Regions from separate parts of the Sus scrofa genome. Here region 1 is linked to region 2. The links are chromatin contacts, called in public HiChIP or PLAC-seq maps. All regions are on one chromosome and are shown on one strand. The core of a region is the stretch at or near the end of the contact, and the rest is flanking DNA. Distances in the headings are between cores, read along the strand shown.

Region 1 (3,992 bases), core at 690-3,189, 160 kb after region 2:
GTGTTGTAATTTCTGCTGTATAGGAAAGTAAATCAGTTATTTTTATACACACATGCATACTTTTCAGATTCTTTTTTTTTTTTTTTTTTTTTTTTGCCTTTTCTGGGGCCACACCTATGGCATATGGAGGTTCCCAGGCTAGGGGTCTAATTGGAGCTGTAGCCTCCGGCCTACACCACAGCCACAGCAACGCAGGATCCAAGCCACATCTGCGACCTGCACCACAGCTCACGGCAACGCTGGATCCTTAACCCACTGAGCAAGGCCAGGGATCAAACCCACTACCTCATGGTTCCTAGTTAGATTCGTTAACCACTGCGCCATGATGGAAACTCCACTTTTCAGATTCTTTTCCCATATAAATTATCGCAGAATGTTGAGTTGAGTTCCCTGTGCTATATAGCAGGTCCACATTAGCCAGTTATTCTATATATCACAGTGAGCATATGCCAGTCCCAGACGCTGACTCCTTTTCCACCCCTCCCCTGAACTATCCCCTTTGGTAACCACAAATTTGTTTTCAAAGAATTGACCTAAGTTTTAAATTGATACATATAAAGAGAAAATTTTACACCAGTGTCATAAATGTAAAACCAACTTTCCTTGAAAACTAAAAGATAACTTAAGAAAATGATGATATTAAGATATTTAAATACAGGAAGTTCTCTTATGGCACAGCAGGTTAAGGATCTGGCATTGTCATTGCAGTGGCTCAGGTCACTGCTGTGGTGCAATTTCAGCCTCTACCTGGGAACTTCCACATGCCACGGGCAAGGCCAACAAAAAAAAAAAATGTTTAAATACATAATGAAGTAGAAGTAATAGTAAACGCAAATCAAATTAAGTTTTTAACAGGGGAAATAGAATGTCCTGTGATCACGCAGTAGTAAAGGGATATTGGGCTCAATGGCTTGTTGCTTCAGAGATGAGGTTTTACATGCAATATGACAGTTGATTCTCAGTGCTGAATCAGCAGCAAAAAAAAAAAAAATCTCAATTCACAGATATATAAAATTGGAAATATATAAGTATGTTTAACACTACCTCTCATAGGTTGTTTGTAGAATTAGTTTTTAACCAAAATGGTGTAGGTGATTTTTTTGTTTGTTTGTCTTTTTAGGGCCGCCCCATAGCATATGGAGGTTCCCGGGACAAAAGTTGAATTAGAGCTGCAGCTGCTGGCCTGCACCACAGCCACAGCAATGCCAGATTCAAACCACATCTGTGACCTACACCATAGCTCATGGCAATGCCAGATTTTTAACCCACTGAGCGAGGCCAGGGTTGAACCTCCATCCTCATGGATACTGGTCAGATTCGTTTCCACTGAACTATGACAGGAACTCCCTGTGACTTTTTTTTTTGGACAAGCATTTGTTTCATAAGAGCAGTACTCTTCTTTTGAATGCGTCAGGTTATTGAATAATGTTCTGAAAGTGGTGGAATCAAAGAGTTTCTTTGGCATTCACTACTGCCGTCTTTTTGGGAAAATACTTATGAAAAGCTTTTCTGAAGTTCAAAATATTTTCACTGAACTCTCCATTTGAGCTTCATTCCAGTGTTTTAAGAAGCAAAGGGGTTGTTTATAGTTGCTGGTTGGCCAAGTGGATAAATGAGGTTAGAAGACTGCTCCCCAGAGCTCTGGTGTTCTGGATTCACTTTCAGTAGTGACAATAAAAGCCATTGTTTAGTGCTCTCCCACTATGCTTAGATACTGTGCTAAGTGCTGTGGTATATCATTTAATTCTCCCCATTTTTACTGTTAAGAAAACTGATGCTTAGAAAAGTAAAATACCAGGATAACTTAGCTAATGTGTAGCTCAGCTTTGAATTCAGATTGACTCAAACACTGAACTGCCAAGTCACTGTCACTGAGTCATAATTCAAGGCCACAGCTCTACATAAGGCTTTCCAGAGCCTCTAGTCCTGAGCTCACTGCAGCTAGGTCATTCCCCAGGGCTCCCCCGCCCCTTGTGGGCACACACACATGTGCTCACATGTGTAGCTGGTGAGGAGCTGCCACTAAAGGCTTTGATCCAGAAAGAAAGGAGCTAGCCCCTGCCCTGCCTGGCCTGCCTTCCAGCCTGCCTACCTTCTTGGCCATGAAGCCCTCCTGAACCACAGCCTCTCACTGTGCAACTAGTGCTACAAACCCTTATTCCACAGGATCACTGACCAGGAGATCAGACGTGAAATGGCCCAGATCATCTAGGGCACTGAATGCCAAATCTGAAACTTTGACCTTCATTTTGTGTGTGACTAGGATGTCCCTGACAATAATGTGATCTTTAAATTAGGGTAGATAAAAATCACTGGTTTCTTTTCAAAACACAAACATGGAACACTATAACAAGAGGTAAAAAATTCTAATTATGTAGTATTGACCATATAGTCATGTCATTTACTAAGGAAACTTCGTGTGTTGCAGTATCTCCCAAACATTTTCTTGTTTTCCCTGTCCATAGCAGTTCTTAGCACGGGTACGAATGAGGGCTTGTCTTTGGATTTAACAGCTGGCAATTTTTCATAACAACAAACATGGCAAGAAGGGTAATTATTTAGGAAATGGATTTTTCCTGGCGAAATATTTAAATTGTCATTTAATGAGCATCAGCAATCATTTACTGATGTGCATTTAACAGGCAGTCTAATACTAACAGCAATAAGTTCTGCATATTTGTGGAACAAGTGATTTCTTTTTTTTTAATTTTTTTATTATGGTCTATTGTCAGTGTTCTTTTAATTTCTGCTGTGCAACAAAGTGACCCAGTTATACATATACATATGTTCTTTTTCTCAAATTATACTCCATCATGTGGGAACAAGTAATTTCTATTTGACTTTCATTTTTATTTCATTTTTAAAGTTATTAATTTAACCAGGAATTTTTAAGCATCCTCTATGATCATAGTTTCACATTATGCCTGGCAGTGTGGCAGGGAGATACAAAGACACTTAGTGGGTACAAATCCTTTTGAATCTCTGGGGGAAAAATTAAAGCTCATTTCCTTTTTTATAAATGTAAATGAACAGAAAAGAGGAAAATGCAGAAACCTGAGCTAGAAACATAACCACGGTGCTTTATGTCTCATATCCTGAGTCTGGCAGAAAAATTGCACATTTCATTTTTATTGCAAAGAAAGATACATTTCCTGTTCTGATATAACTTAAAAAGAATGATTTATACTTTTCATTGATGAAAAATATTTATGACACAAATATTTACTAATGAAAAATATTTGTAAGTATGCTATTTATGAAGAATATTTATGATATGTTAATTTGGTTGACACTAGTCCCTAGGATGATACTGGAGCCTTCTGGATGTCCTTGTTTGGGTAGATTTAAGGGTTCGAGTCATGTTCAAGGCACCGTTTTCCTCACATTTAATTATTCATTAGGTCCTGTCAGAAACACTCTTGTTTGTCCTCTCCTTTACCTTTCCTGTGCCAGGACCAGAGACCAGACCCTCCTCATTACTCATCTGATGTATCACAGAGTCTCCCAATAGAGTTTTCTGTCTGCTGACGTTTGCCTTTCTGATCTCTCCTTTACATGGTGTCAGAGCTTTGTACTTAAAAAAAAAAAAAAAGGAAAGAAGAAAGGAAAGAAAGAAGAGTTGTATTTTGTATTCTTATCTTTCCCTCCTCCGATATATTATTTATAAGAATAATTATAAAAAATAAAAAATAAATGAAAATAATTATAAATCAATCCCTCAAATGTATGTCTTGTTAAGAATGAATCCTCATATTGCTCTTATTCTTAAAAAAGGTATTAAGGTGACACAGATATTAACGATATGCATTTATGAAGATATTTATTTGTACTGAGTTAGCTACTCTGGGCTGGTATCAATTGGATGCTCCTGAATGGTAATTTGTTATAAATTTGCAACAGTTTGAATTAAGGTAATGTTAACTTTACTCTGTTTTAGGCCCTTACCTCATGTCTTTATGTCTGGCATGTCCTCATCTCACTGCTGCTATAGC
Region 2 (3,845 bases), core at 1,283-3,782:
ATACATCACTTTAACCATTTTTAAGTGAAAGGCTTAGTGGCATTACGTACATCCACATTGCTGTGTTACCATTGCTACCATCCATCTCCAGAACTTTGTCATCACCTTGTACAGAAACTTGGTGCCCATTAAAGATAGACTATGAACTTACCTACTCTAGGTATTTCATATAAGTATAATCATACAACATTTGCCCTTTTCTGTCTGGTTTATTTCACTTAGCATAGTATCTGCAAGATTCTTCTAGATTGTAGTATGTATCAGAATTTCATTTCTTTTAATGCTAAATAGTACTTCTTTGTATGCAGTAAATACCATATTTTGTTTATCCATTCTTCAATTTGGGTACATTTGGATTGTTTCCACCTTCCAGCTTAAATTTTTAGGTCAAAAGGGAACTGTTAAAACTTTTTTGGGTTAGCTTGACTAGCCTAAGGTTTATTAACCTCACAAAGGACTAGAGGTGTAAACATGAAAGCTTTTAGAATCCCAGCTGTCTTCTCTCTCTTTTGAGACTATTTTCTCTTCAGTGAGCAATGGTTGTTTCATTGTTTACATAGACTTACACAGTCACCCCAAACTTTGTGACCAGCTCTTGGGAGAATCTGATTTGCCAGCTCTAGTCTCTTGACCATACATCTTCCAAACAGCTGTGGTGTGGAAGGGGACTAGGGGATTGGGCACAAACATGGCTATTGGGGAGTCTTCTGTGTTGGGAAGACACCCCAAGGAGATTGCAGTAATCCATGCTGGAGATGCTGGTGACCTAACTTAAGTAGTGGCAATAGGAATAGAGAGAAACCAAAAGTTTCATGAAATATCGTGGGGTTGCAGAACTTAGGGCATGGTGGGCAGTGGATGAAAGTGAGAGGGTGAAATCAAGGTAACACTTATGGGTCAGTCTCTAGCAGCTGTGTGCACCATCAGGCTTTTTTCTGCTTGGAGAGTAGAGTAGAACTACATGTGCTGGGAAGATGGCAGGCTTGGACATTGAAGCACTACAGCACAGAGTGAAGAATATAGACCTGGATTAAATCTTGATACTTTCACTTAAGTGACTTTTGGACAGATTATTCACCCCTTCAGAGCTGTCATTTCTGTATTGATGTGGGAGATGATAAAGCTTTATGAGGTTATTATAATTATTAAATAAGATTGCATATGTAAAGTCCCAAGCACAGTGCCTTGTTATACAACCTATTTAAATAATAAATTGTAACTTATAATTGTTACTCACCTTACCAAATTGTCCTGAAGTATCTGTTGGGCATCTTAGTGATGATGAACCAAAAGATAAGAAGGGGAAAGAAAACCTCACGGTGCTTCCCCAGAAGGAAGGAAGTATGTAGGCTGTAAGAGTGGAGGTCCTGAATCATCTGGGTGACCAGCTCTTCCTGGGTGTAAGAGATTGTGTCCTCTTGTAATCAGTTGAGGGTTACCAAGATGTTTTCTATACTTTTCAATAGTTTCTTATGGAAAAATCAGAGAGATATTCTTCCTCTTGGTCTTTTGGGTCTACATTTTCCCTTCCTTAAGTTAACTGGGTGATTGCTACTCCTTATGTCTCCCTCCCTCCCTGAACTTTCTGTTGCTCCTTGTTTCTGTGTCTAGTCTTGGAAGGTAGCTGAATGCACACATTCCTTGTTTTGTTCAGTTCCCAGTGGCTAACAGGAACTTTCCTGTGTGGGTCTGCTGGTCTGGGATCGAGTCTTCTTTAGTCGACTGTCCAGGTCTCTGAATGGGTTGGAGAATTAGGGGTAGTTTGTACTTATTCGAACATGAAAGTAGATGTCCCTCCTGTGTTCTGCTCATGGAGCTTTTTCTGTCTGGGACCCCGTTTTACAAAGTCTTCCTTGGGCGGTTACAAACCATTGCCCTCCTCATTTTTCTCTGTTGCTTGTTTATGCCCAAAACAATCCTCTCTGAATGGAGGTGAAAGACCGCCTAAAGAATAAGGGAGGGAATCTGTTTTTTTAAGGCCACACTTGTGTAATATGGAAGTTCCTGGGCTAGGGGTTGAATGGAGCTGTATCTGCCGGCCATCACCACAGCCACAGCAATGAGGGATCGTAGCTGCATCTGTGACCCACACCACAGCCCACCTATGGCAATGCTGGATCCTTAACCCATTGAGTGAGGCAGGGATCAAATCTCCATCCTCACGGACATTATATCAGGTCTTAACCCACTGAGCCATGACAGGAACTTCAAGGGAGGGAATTTAATTCAGTGAGACTTCAGATAGAATTCACATGCCATGGGGTGACTGGCAGCCTATTTTTCCTTGTAGGTAAAGCTTCTGTGTTCCAGAATTAAGTTCAGGCAATGGGAATGGATGAATTGCTTTCTCCATCTTTGTGGTTCACTCTCCTGTTTTCATTTGCTTGTCTCTTCAATTATTCATTCTCCCATTCATCCTTAGATGGGATTCCAGAAGATGTAGCATGGGGGCAGAGACTACAGGAATGACTCTTGGCCAGTCCCCACTGATTGTGCAACTCATGGACATTTGACTCAGACTTTGGCATCTGGTTGAATTATTGTCAGTCAGTTTTTGTCTGTGTTTCTCTTTGTGCATTTTGATGAAGAATTGGGAGGAAGTAAAGCAGTCAGCTTTCTTATTTACTCAAAAGTCTGATGCACGTCTTCAGACAAATAACAATACTTGACTTTTAGCAAATTGTTAGTCATTTGCTTGAGCGGTGGTGGTTTTATGTAGGACTCAGCACCATGCTTTGTGTGCATTGGTCTCGTGGGAGGTGGTAGATAGGCAGCAAATAGATTGAGTAGTCCCTTGAATTTGGAAAAAGTGCTCTGTTTGGCTTGTTCTCTAGGGCTTAGTGCTTTGCCTGTTACCTCAAAACATGTTGATGGAATGAATTAGAAAAGTGAACAAGTGAACAAATGACTGAATTTTATTTTATTTAAGTTTTATTGAAGTATAGTTAATTTCCAAGGCTGTGATATTTTTTGCTGTAGGACACAATAACCCAGTCATACATATACGCATATCCATTCTCTGATTCTTTTCCCGTGTAGATTATCACAGAGTCCCAGGTAGAGTTTCTGTGCTATACAGCAGGTCCCCATTGGTCAATCATGCCGTATACCTCAGTGTGCATATGGAAGGTCCCAGGCCAGGGGTCAAATTTGAGCTGTAGCTGCCAGCCTATGCCACAGCACAGCAACACAGACCCGAGCCACATCTGCAATCTATGGAGCAGCTTCTGGCAATACCGGATCCCTAACCCACTGAGCGAGGCTAGGGATTGAATCCTCATCCTCTCAGGATAACACAGGGTCCTTAACCTACTGAACAATAATAGGAACTCCTAAAAGTTTGTTTTTATTTTGGGGAAGAAATAGACTTTTGATGATGCAGTGAGATTGTATTGAAAGCAATGATTTAGATTTTTTAGTGGTCATTTGGGGAGTGAGTCCTTTTGGAAGTTATATGCGATGGTTCCTGTTGTATGTTAGTTGTATTTAAATGTGCAAATAGAGACATTTAAAGATCCACACTGAATGGTGTTTTATTTATTTTTTTTTTAATTTTTTTTATCTTTTTGGGGCTGCACTCATGGCATATGGAGGTTCTCAGGCTACGGGTCTAATCGGAGCTGTTGCTGATGGCCTATGACAGAGCCACAGCAAAGTGGGATCCAAGCTGCGTCTGCAACCTACACCACAGCTCACAGCAACGCTGGATCCTTAACCCACCGAGCTAGGCCAGGGATCCAACCTGCAACCTCATGGTTCCTAGTTGGATTCGTTTTCACTGCGCCATGACGGGAACTCTGATGTTTTATATTTTTATTCATTCTAGGTTTCTCTGTGCTATAGAG

What was found. HiChIP or PLAC-seq counts read pairs in DNA pulled down with a chosen protein or histone mark.
Region 1: an H3K27ac HiChIP or PLAC-seq map of alveolar macrophages shows a contact between it and region 2. The contact joins two enhancer-like sites. A contact is called at or near these places in 1 of 5 promoter capture datasets (fetal liver) and 1 of 2 datasets of contacts at active chromatin or transcription factors (alveolar macrophages).

Annotation. Positions count from the first base shown.
Region 1 is chr9:78,081,997-78,085,988 of Sscrofa11.1, forward strand. All of the region lies in intron 3 of UMAD1 (UBAP1-MVB12-associated (UMA)-domain containing protein 1), which reads left to right. All of the region lies in intron 1 of LOC110262233 (a long non-coding RNA gene), which reads right to left. Among named protein-coding and RNA genes, the nearest start is that of GLCCI1, 130 kb to the right of the region's middle. Within about 2 kb of position 1,940, at least 8 of the 83 cell types and tissues checked have an H3K27ac peak or open chromatin away from gene starts, as enhancers often do. A contact at or near this core is called in alveolar macrophages, where this site is marked.
Region 2 is chr9:77,922,634-77,926,478 of Sscrofa11.1, forward strand. The region is part of intron 1 of UMAD1 (UBAP1-MVB12-associated (UMA)-domain containing protein 1); the gene reads left to right. Among named protein-coding and RNA genes, the nearest start is that of UMAD1, 9.6 kb to the left of the region's middle. Within about 2 kb of position 2,533, at least 3 of the 83 cell types and tissues checked have an H3K27ac peak or open chromatin away from gene starts, as enhancers often do. A contact at or near this core is called in alveolar macrophages, where this site is marked.